2 separate regions of the Zea mays genome follow, and region 2 is linked to region 1. Evidence: chromatin contacts called from public Hi-C data. All regions are on one chromosome and are shown on one strand. Each heading gives the region's core, a stretch centred on a gene start, on an enhancer-like site or on the middle of the called end of the contact. The rest is flanking DNA. Distances are from core to core; before and after follow the strand shown.

Region 1 (4,566 bases), core at 523-3,022:
AGACACTCTGCACAAGGATCAATTTTATGCAGGAATCAGGATAGCAGTAAGCATATATAAAGCCAAATTATTGTTGGAGTTCAAAAGACAAAGATACTCTGTTTTTCATACATGGAAATAATTAAATACTAATGGTCGAGATTTTACCTTCCCATGGTTCTTTCTTAGATCAAGGAACTCGAAAATATCAGCATGCCAAGGCTCCAAGTATACAGCAAATGCACCTAAGTTTTAGAAGCTCATAAGAATTTCTGAAGACGATGTTACTAAAAGTGGAAATAATGAAAAAAAGCATACCCTTTCTTTTCCCACCACCCTGATCAACATAACGAGCAGTATCATTAAAGACTCGTAACATAGGCACAATTCCATTTGATGTTCCATTTGTTCCTCGTATGTAACTCCCAGTAGCACGAATATTATGAACTGAGACACCAATTCCTCCAGCTGATTTGCTTATTACAGCACACTCCTTCAGGGTTTCATAGATTCCCTCAATGCTGTCATCTTTCATGCATATAAGAAAACAGCTGCTTAACTGCATCACAGAAAAGAAACAGTAAGTAAACAATTTCAACCCACAATGACATCGTCTGGCAGGAAGCAAGACAGTACTTGGGGCCTCGGTGTGCCAGCGTTGAAAAGTGTTGGTGATGCATGTGTAAACCAGCGCTGGGACATCAGATGGTACGTCCTAATGGCAGACTCAATGTCTTCCTTGTGTATTCCCACTGAAACCCTCATCAGCATGTGCTGAGGCCTTTCAACGACCTTCCCACCAAGCTTCAAGAGGTAAGACCTCTCCAGAGTTTTGAAGCCAAAGTAGTCATAGTCGAAATCCCTATCATAAATTATTTCACTGTCCAAGCGAGCAGCATTCTGAAATGTAACAGCATTTGGAGCGATATGAGGGCCAATTTACATCAAGGTGAGTGAAGGGCACAACAGATTTACTGTATGAGATAAACAACCTTAATAAAAAAAGGAATGCAACAGTAAATTCAACTGCCAGAAACACATCGGCATTATCTACACAGATGCTCTGTCAGAAATGTGCCAGGAGCAACTAGAATCTCACATTCATGATGATTTCATAAACATCTTCAGCGACCAGAGGGGCCATCAGCCCAGACCTCTCGTTAAAGTGCCTGTACATGTCCTTAATCCTGCATCCACAACGGCCACATTCCAACTCACAACCCAATCCAACTAATCCAGCCTTCACCCTGACAATATGAATGAATGAAATTAAACCAAATTGAGCTGCCACTTACGTCTCCGAGAAGGACTTCTTTGTGTTCTTGTGCAGGTTAGACACAGCAATCCTCGCCGCCAACTTCACGAATCACGATAGAGAAGAGAGGAAACCAACCCCACGTCAGGACAACAAAGACAGACATGAGAGTTGAAACCAAGGGGGGATTTCACGGTGGGTTCCTCACCGAGGCGTAGTCGGGGTGGGACGCAGTCATGGCCGCCGCGGTCTCGGCGGCGAGCTCGTCGAGCTGGCTGGTGGTGACGCCCTTGTAGACCCCCGCGCAGACCTTCTGCGCGACGAGCACCGGGTCGCAGTGGTCCTGGCTAAGGCCGTAGCTGAGCTTCTTGAGGCGCGCCGTGATCTTGTCGAAGTGCACTGTCTCCTGGCGGCCGTCCCGCTTGACCACGTACATCTTCCGCGGTGGCGAAAACTCCCGTCGAACACCTGGTGCGCGCGCCTACGCCGCCGCCGGGACGAGAGAACGCGAGCAGAGGATTGTATTGAGGTGGGGCGGGGGGAGGGGCAGGGATGGGAGGGGGGCAGTAGGGTTTGGGGGCGGATTTAAACGCCTTCGCGGCGCGGAAAGAGGCAAAGAGTAAGTAATGAAGCGGAGCTGGAGGTGGAGGTTTTTTTTTATGCGCGCTGGAGAAGAAAATGTATGGGTTTGGATTGTTGTCTATTTGGAGGATTTTTCCTTTATTTTCCAACTAAAAACGGCAGCAGAAATAGACATAAAAAAATAAAAGGGTGCTGACCGTGCTTGGCAATAAGGCCCAAAGGCAAACAGCCCAGCCTCCCACGATCTGCCACGAGCCGGGAGGCTCAGAGGGCCTCGCAAGGGGAGGCGAGCTCGGACGGCGGTGTGCTGACCGCTTCTTGCGCATCTGACTCTTTTCACCTCTATTTGAGTGGCTGCTCCATCTATAGGTGTATATTCGGGCCGCCCGGCCCGGCCCGGTCCGAATCAAGTCTGAAAAGGCCCGTATTGTTTGAATTTCAAGCCGGTCCGACTCGTTTGAATTTCAGGCCGTGCAGGGCCGGCCCATGGGCCTAGCCCTCGGCCTATGGCCCGGCCCGTAATTGCTTAAACGTGTCGGGCTTATTTCGGGCGGCCCGAAATTATAAAAGCCTGAAATTCACATTAGGGTCCGAAATTCAGTTTTTGGCCCGAAATTCACATCAGGGCCCGAAATTCAAAACAAATTTAATAAAACAAATAAAAGATAAGACAAATAAATTTGACCAAAAGCAAACTTAATATTTGTATTAAGTTACTAGAGCTATGCAATAACTACCTCGTTTACAAATCATTTTGTTAGAAAGAAAAAGAGTATAATCAGCTCTAAATAAAGTTCGTAAGTTCAGTTTATTATCTAATGTTCATAACAAAAAATAAAATTACATCACATACTCTAATTCAAAGCTACAAAAAATATTTAACTAACATTATCTATAGCTTTGTGTTCTTTATCAAGTAAATGAAAGTGTGGAATGAAGTGTGATTTTAATAAATATATGGGTCTTTTCGTGCCTCTATATGGGCCATTTCGTGTCTGCCTTAAACGGGTCGTGCTCGTGCCCGCCCATGGGCCGTGACCTCGGCCCAAACCCAGCCCGATATATCGGGCCGTGCCGGACGGCACTAAAATATTTCGTGTCGTGCCTGAGCCGTGCTTTTTTTTCGTGCTTCGGGCCGGCCCATCAGGCCCGGCCCAAATGTACACCTATAGCTCCATCTAGTTCACCATGGATCCGCTCGATTCCGGGTGTCCTGGCCTTCATTCCCTTTAAATCCATCGTGTGGTGGTGTCGTTTATCCAACTAGTATCCGTGTTGCAGTGGATTAAGGCTTTGTTTGGGTACTCTAGGAATAAGAGAGAATGGAGTGGATTGAGATGTATCGTGAGAGTTTTTGACCTATTGAGGATTTAAATACCCTCTAATCCCTCCAAACCACTTCAATCCAAGAGTATCCAAACTAGGCCTAAGAGGGGATCGGGTTGTGCTGGTCTCGTCTGGGACGTCGGCTTTCTGTTCTACCCCGGTGGTGGTGGTATGGCGTTGTTGCTGTTGTGTCTTGGTGGTTGCTATGTACGTGCTTGTGCCTGTGTGGTGTTGCACGTTGACAATCTGGTTGTTGTCGACCGTGGCCTAGTACTTAGGCTTCCTGTTGTATTATTGAATGGATAAGTCACTAAGCACTTGATTTGATTTTGGAACTTGGAGAGGATTTGATGCTTTGATTATGTCTTTGAAGTGTATTCTTTTGCTCTAGTATCGAATGGAGAAGTTTCAATGCTTAGATGGCTTGAATGGTAGTGGTTGGGGGTATTTATAGCCCCAACCATTATTTCAACCGTTGATGTTGATGGGCACACCGGACAGTCCGGTGGTGCACCGGACATTGCACTGTTCAATGTCCGGTGAGTGTCACGTCAGCCGACCGTTGGGGTTTGGAGCTGTTGATCGTTGGAGTCTTCTGTCTTCTTGCGACACCGGACTGTCCGGTGTGTTCTGACCATGCAGACTGACTTCTGCTCTTCTGCAATCAGCATAGTCGACCGTTGGGCGAAGTTGATCGTTGCTCCGTTGTCTCATCGGACAGTCCGGTGGTGCACCGGACAGTCCGATGAATTTTAGCGAATGATTGCCGAGAAAACCCGAGAGCGTCCAGTTCACGGAGGTCTCCAGCCTGGGCACCAGACACTGTTCGGTACGCCACAGGCTGCAGTAATTATGTTTGCTCCAAACTTTGTAGAATTGTTATGCGGTCATATTCTTTGTATGTTTATGTGAACTTTATGCACCTGATAAAAATAATAACTAGGCAAACTAGTTAGTCCATATAGTTTGTGATGGACGTCAAACACCAAAATCTATTATAGGAAATGTTGAGGCCATTTCCCTTTCAATCTCCCCCTTTTTGGTGATTGATGCCAACACAAACCAAAGCAAATGTGAAGTGTAGAAATGTAACTAATTTCCAATTTGTCAGATGTGCATCAGTTACTTTGAAATGAAAACAGTTTTAAACAAATATGGTTCCTTTGATCTAGTTTAACATTTTGGACCACATTTGCACCACTTAGTTTTGTTTTTCAAATCTTTTGGAAAAGTCTTTTAAAATTCTTTTGCAAATAGCCAATGGTACAAGAATATGATTTCTAAAAGCATTTTCAAGTTTTTGAAAATTCTTCCCCTGTTTCAAATGCTTTTTCTTTGGCTAAATAAAAGCTCCCCCTGAAAAGGTTCTCCCCTTAGCTATCAAGAGGGTTTTTGAAATTTGAATAATCTCTCTCCCTTTTTGA
Region 2 (4,566 bases), core at 960-3,459, 550 kb after region 1:
TGACAGGGTTGTCCGTCGTCTTCTCCGACATTGACGAACGCGTCACCAGCACCGTCAGGTTTGGCGATGGATCTCTAGTCAACATTGAAGGGCGCGACACAGTGTTGTTCTCTTGCAAGTCTGGTGAGAATCGCCAACTCGTCGGTGTGTACCTTATTCCACGCCTCGGCATCAACCTCGTCAGCGTCGGACATCTAGACAATGATGGCTACATCATCCATGTCAACAAAGGATTGATGTGGATCCAAGACGAGCGACGACGCCTTCTCTCTCGTGTGCGACGCTCCCCCAACCGCCTGTACTACATCCGACTCGACAACGCACGACCGGTGTGCCTCACCGCCCGGGGCATGGACACAGCGTGGCTGTGGCACGGACGTTTCGGACACATAAGCTTCGAGGCGCTCCGGAAGCTCTCCAACGGCGACATGGTGCGGGGACTTCCACACATCAACACATCGATCAGGTGTGTGAAGGCTGCCTGGCTGAAAAGCAGCGGCGACATTCATTCCCATCGCAGGGGCGATGGCGTGCGAGTGACGGCCTCGACCTGGTGCATGGGGATATCTGCGGGCCGGCCGCGCCGACGACACTAAGCGGGAGCCGCTACTTCCTGCTGCTGGTAGATGACATGAGCCGCTTCATGTGGCTTTGTCTTCTCGCAAGCAAGGACCAAGTATCAGCAGTGATCCGGCGGTTCAAGATGGCTGCAGAGGTTGAGTCGGGGAGGAAGTTGAAGCTGCTGCACACAGATCGTGGAGGCAAATTTACATCATTGGAGTTTGGAGCTTACTGCACTGAGGAAGGGGTGCAGCGCCAACTCACAGCCCCCTACTCGCCACAACAGAACGATGTCGTGGAGCGGAGGAATCAGACTGTGGTCGGGATGAAGCGCAATATGCTGCTAGCAAAGGGCCTGCCCGGGATGTTCTGGGGTGAGGCTGTCACCACTGCAATGTTCATCCTCAATAGCTCCCCAACACAGCCTCAATGGGAAGACACCATTTGAGGTATGGCATGGCAAGCGCCCAGCTATAAGTTTCTTTCATGGGAAGACACCAAAAATACTTGACCACATCTGCTCTTGAGGCTCGCCGGTGAGGACAACATATCTCATAAAATTTATTTAATCACAAAAATCCACATGAAACCAAACACGGTCTTAAATAAGTTAAGAGACAAACAAACGGTACATATTATTAATATCTAGATTATGATAATCCATAAGCTGATCATTACGTGTTTATATAATCCATAAGCTGACTTATATAATCCTAGAAGTAGACAAACAGGGCTTTAGGCTCGCTCATCGACCGACGGGTTGAAGAAACGCTTCGTTAATCCAAATACCTCGGTCGCTGCTGCGGCAGCGTCCTTAGGGCATGTACAACCTAGATACAGCTGCACGGTACTCCAAGTATAAGACACAGCTAAAACATAATATAATACAGTGGTCATGTCTAAAACATGTGTCTTACCATATTCATTGTACCAATCAGAACATTCAATAAATTAAAGTGACCAATCAGATAGTCTTCTGTCTCGAATATAGAGCTAAGACACTGTGTCTTCGTCAAGATACATGTCTTGAGATTTTTTACATTCACCTCCTTAGGCACACTTTAAGACACAACTTAAGACACTCATTGTGCATGCCCTTAAAGGTGAACTTTTCGAAGATGGTCTTGAAGTCATCGAGGAGAGGATCGTCCAGCTCGGCCTTCTCCAGTACATACTCTATCTCCACCTCCACCTGCAGCGAATCCAAATCCAGCACGTTCAGAACCCTAGGTTTTGGGGCCCGTGCCGTGCGTGCCTAACTTCCAGGCGGGCGATGAACTTCGCTCACCATGGGCTCGGGGTTAGGATCTGCGTTCTCCTTGGCGTCGGAGCTAGAAGCTCCCCCGCCCTCGTTCTGGGCACCGGCCTCAGCGGCGGACTTGTTCTTCTTGACCTTGCGGCGGCGGCGGCGCCGGTCGGACTCTCGCGACTTGGTTTTACTTCCGTTGGGGAGGTCGGAAGCCATGGTAGGAGGCGGGTTGGGGCGAGGCTCCACCCCGGCGGCGGCCATAGTCGGCGGCGGCGCGCAAGCGAGGAGGGCCGAAACGAGGAGAGGCTCGATATCCTGTTCGCCTGGGTAGGTTCTGTGCGTACCCAGCCCAGTGGGACAAACTGGGCTTTATCTTGGCCCACTTGAAAGCTAGGTTCTCAACTCTCAAGAGAAGAAGGCTCGATATTCTTTACAAAGAGAGAAAAGAAAAAGGCTCCAGGTATAGATTAATAGATGACAATATACACCCAATTACCGAAAAAAATTTACTTGATATAAAAATTGATATGAAACTGCATGATTCTATACACGCGAGCGGATATGGGTAACCCGACGAGTATGTTTTTTTTGTTATGGGTACGGATATGGAATGGTACTACCTGACGGGTATATATCCATTGTTATCCCTAGCTCCATGCCTGCAAGATGTTTATGGTCATGTTTGGATCAACTTCTTTGTCGATTCTATTGGCCAGAAGCGGCTTTTGCTGCCTAAAAGTCGCCTAGAGGGGGTGAATAAGTGAAACCTAAAAATTATTAACTTTAAACATGAACTTCACCCAAGGTTAGCATTAGAACGAGTATAAATGAAATCGAAGTGTGGAATATGGTTTTTCTTACCACGAGTTGCTCAATCAATGCGAATGACTTTTGTGAGCTAACTCTAAATGATAAGCAAGAGAACTTAGAAATAGAGAGATTGGAAAGGAAGAATCAAATCGCAATGCAAGATTAACACAAAGACACGGGCAATTTGTTTTTCGATAAGAAGAACCTCCTCCCTGTTCAGGAGGCCACGTAGGTCGGGTCTCTTTCAACTCTTTCCCTCTCTCAAACGGTCACTTAAACCGATTGAGTGCTTCTCCTTAATCTCGAGGATCACCACACAATTAGGTGTCTCTTGCTAGTTTTACAAGTCACTAAAAGTTAGAAGGAAATGAAGAAAGCACGATCAAGAAAACCAAGCAACAAATGAAACACTACCACACACTTGCTAGAATCTCTCACAAGGCACTTAATCACTAATTAACACAAATCACAGTTGTTGCACTTGGAGGATCTTTGATGCCTGTGTGAGGCTTTGGAGTGAACTCTAGGTCGTTCCAATGAATGTGGGAGTTGGAATGTTTGGATGTATATAATGGAGCTGGTTGGGGTTGTATTTGTAGACACCAACCACTTGCTAGTCGTTGCCCACTTTCTGTCACCCGCGGACGGTCCACCCTCCTGGCCTAGATGGTCAGCCCCTACACATCAACAGCTGAAATTGCAACGGTCAGCAGTAATGTCTGTGGCGGAACCGCCCAAATTATTCCAGCTTAAGTGCCCGAGTCACGCCTTGGAGGCAGCAACACACTTAAATCGGAATAATTCGTCAGTCCCTCGGATCTAGTCCGATAAAGCCACTTACCGAGGATCGAATACCACTAGCTCACTCGAAGATGAGGCACAGAGAAATATAATAAAGCATAATACCATAAATTAAGAAAGTATTAGTAGTGATTACGTTATCAGAGTTTTAGAAATGGCAACCATAGTTTTTAATGCAGCGGAAATAACTAACGGAGAAAACCGAGTAACATGGCGAAGCCTGGCCACGCTACTTGTTGGGACCATGCTTCGTCGTCGAAGGTCCTGCGGGAAGAAACAGCTTCGGTTGAAGCTGTCTGTACGTGATGCCGAAGGGTGCCGTTCATGAAGCTTCGGAACTATGAACCGACTTAAAGATAGAATGACCTTTTAGTCCATAAGAGTTTGAGTCGTTGTTGTAAACTTTTATGAGGGGTATGATTGTAATTGCTCACAGGCTGTGTCCTGTGCCTATAAATAGTGAACAGTATTCCTTTACTGTTCACGCATTCTTGTAATTGCTAACACATCACTCGGAAATTATTCCTTGCCAAGGCAAAGGTATAAATGTACTTAAACATTATATTTGAATATCTTAAGTTTATATAATATGTAAATGATGTTGTTTACTTCTAATTTACTTGTCTTTAATGCTTTATGACTCGTGTTATTTTACATTATCTTTGAGAGTTCAATTACGAAAATTTAACCCTCGTAATTGTGTCTTTATAACCTTCGTCCGAAGTTCATTAAATCCTTAGGGAAATAATGTTTCAGCGGACGAAGGACATTAATATTTAACATTTTATGTTGCCTTGTCCTTAATTCATAGCATTTGAGAACAAGTCCCCAACATTGGCGCCCACCTCCGGTGAACTCACTTCCACTTTTTTGAGCTGATGGCTTTGTTCAACATTCAAGCTGGAGCTGCTTCGGCTCCGAAGCTTGTACTCCCGATAACAGGCGGTTCATGCTCAGAGCCAGCCAACAAGAAGTAGAAGAAGGAGGCACAGAGAAGGGTACAGCACGTCAGGGTGCAAGGACCCTTCATCAAGTCAAGATGGTCTCACATTCCTATTACCTTCTCCCAAGAGGATCTTCAACTCAAGGATTACCCACACAACGATGCTATGGTTATCTCTTGTGTTATCAAAGGATTTCTGGTC

What was found. A called contact is a pair of places that touch in the nucleus more often than the background predicts.
Region 2: a Hi-C map of ear shows a contact between it and region 1, with 2.2 times the contacts expected there. The contact joins the promoter of LOC103631172 here to the promoter of LOC100502278 in region 1. A contact is called at or near these places in 3 of 25 Hi-C or Micro-C datasets (ear, leaf and tassel).

The regions. Positions count from the first base shown.
Region 1 is chr6:90,697,069-90,701,634 of Zm-B73-REFERENCE-NAM-5.0, forward strand. LOC100502278 (Ribonucleoside-diphosphate reductase) reads right to left here and starts at 1,773. Exons shown (of 17, transcript NM_001363257.1): 1 at 1,443-1,773; 2 at 1,275-1,336; 3 at 1,079-1,166; 4 at 616-879; 5 at 298-538; 6 at 148-224. The coding sequence starts at 1,670.
Region 2 is chr6:91,244,716-91,249,281 of Zm-B73-REFERENCE-NAM-5.0, forward strand. LOC103631172 (splicing factor 3B subunit 2) reads right to left here and starts at 2,210. Exons shown (of 16, transcript XM_023300415.2): 1 at 1,850-2,210; 2 at 1,608-1,753. The coding sequence starts at 2,071.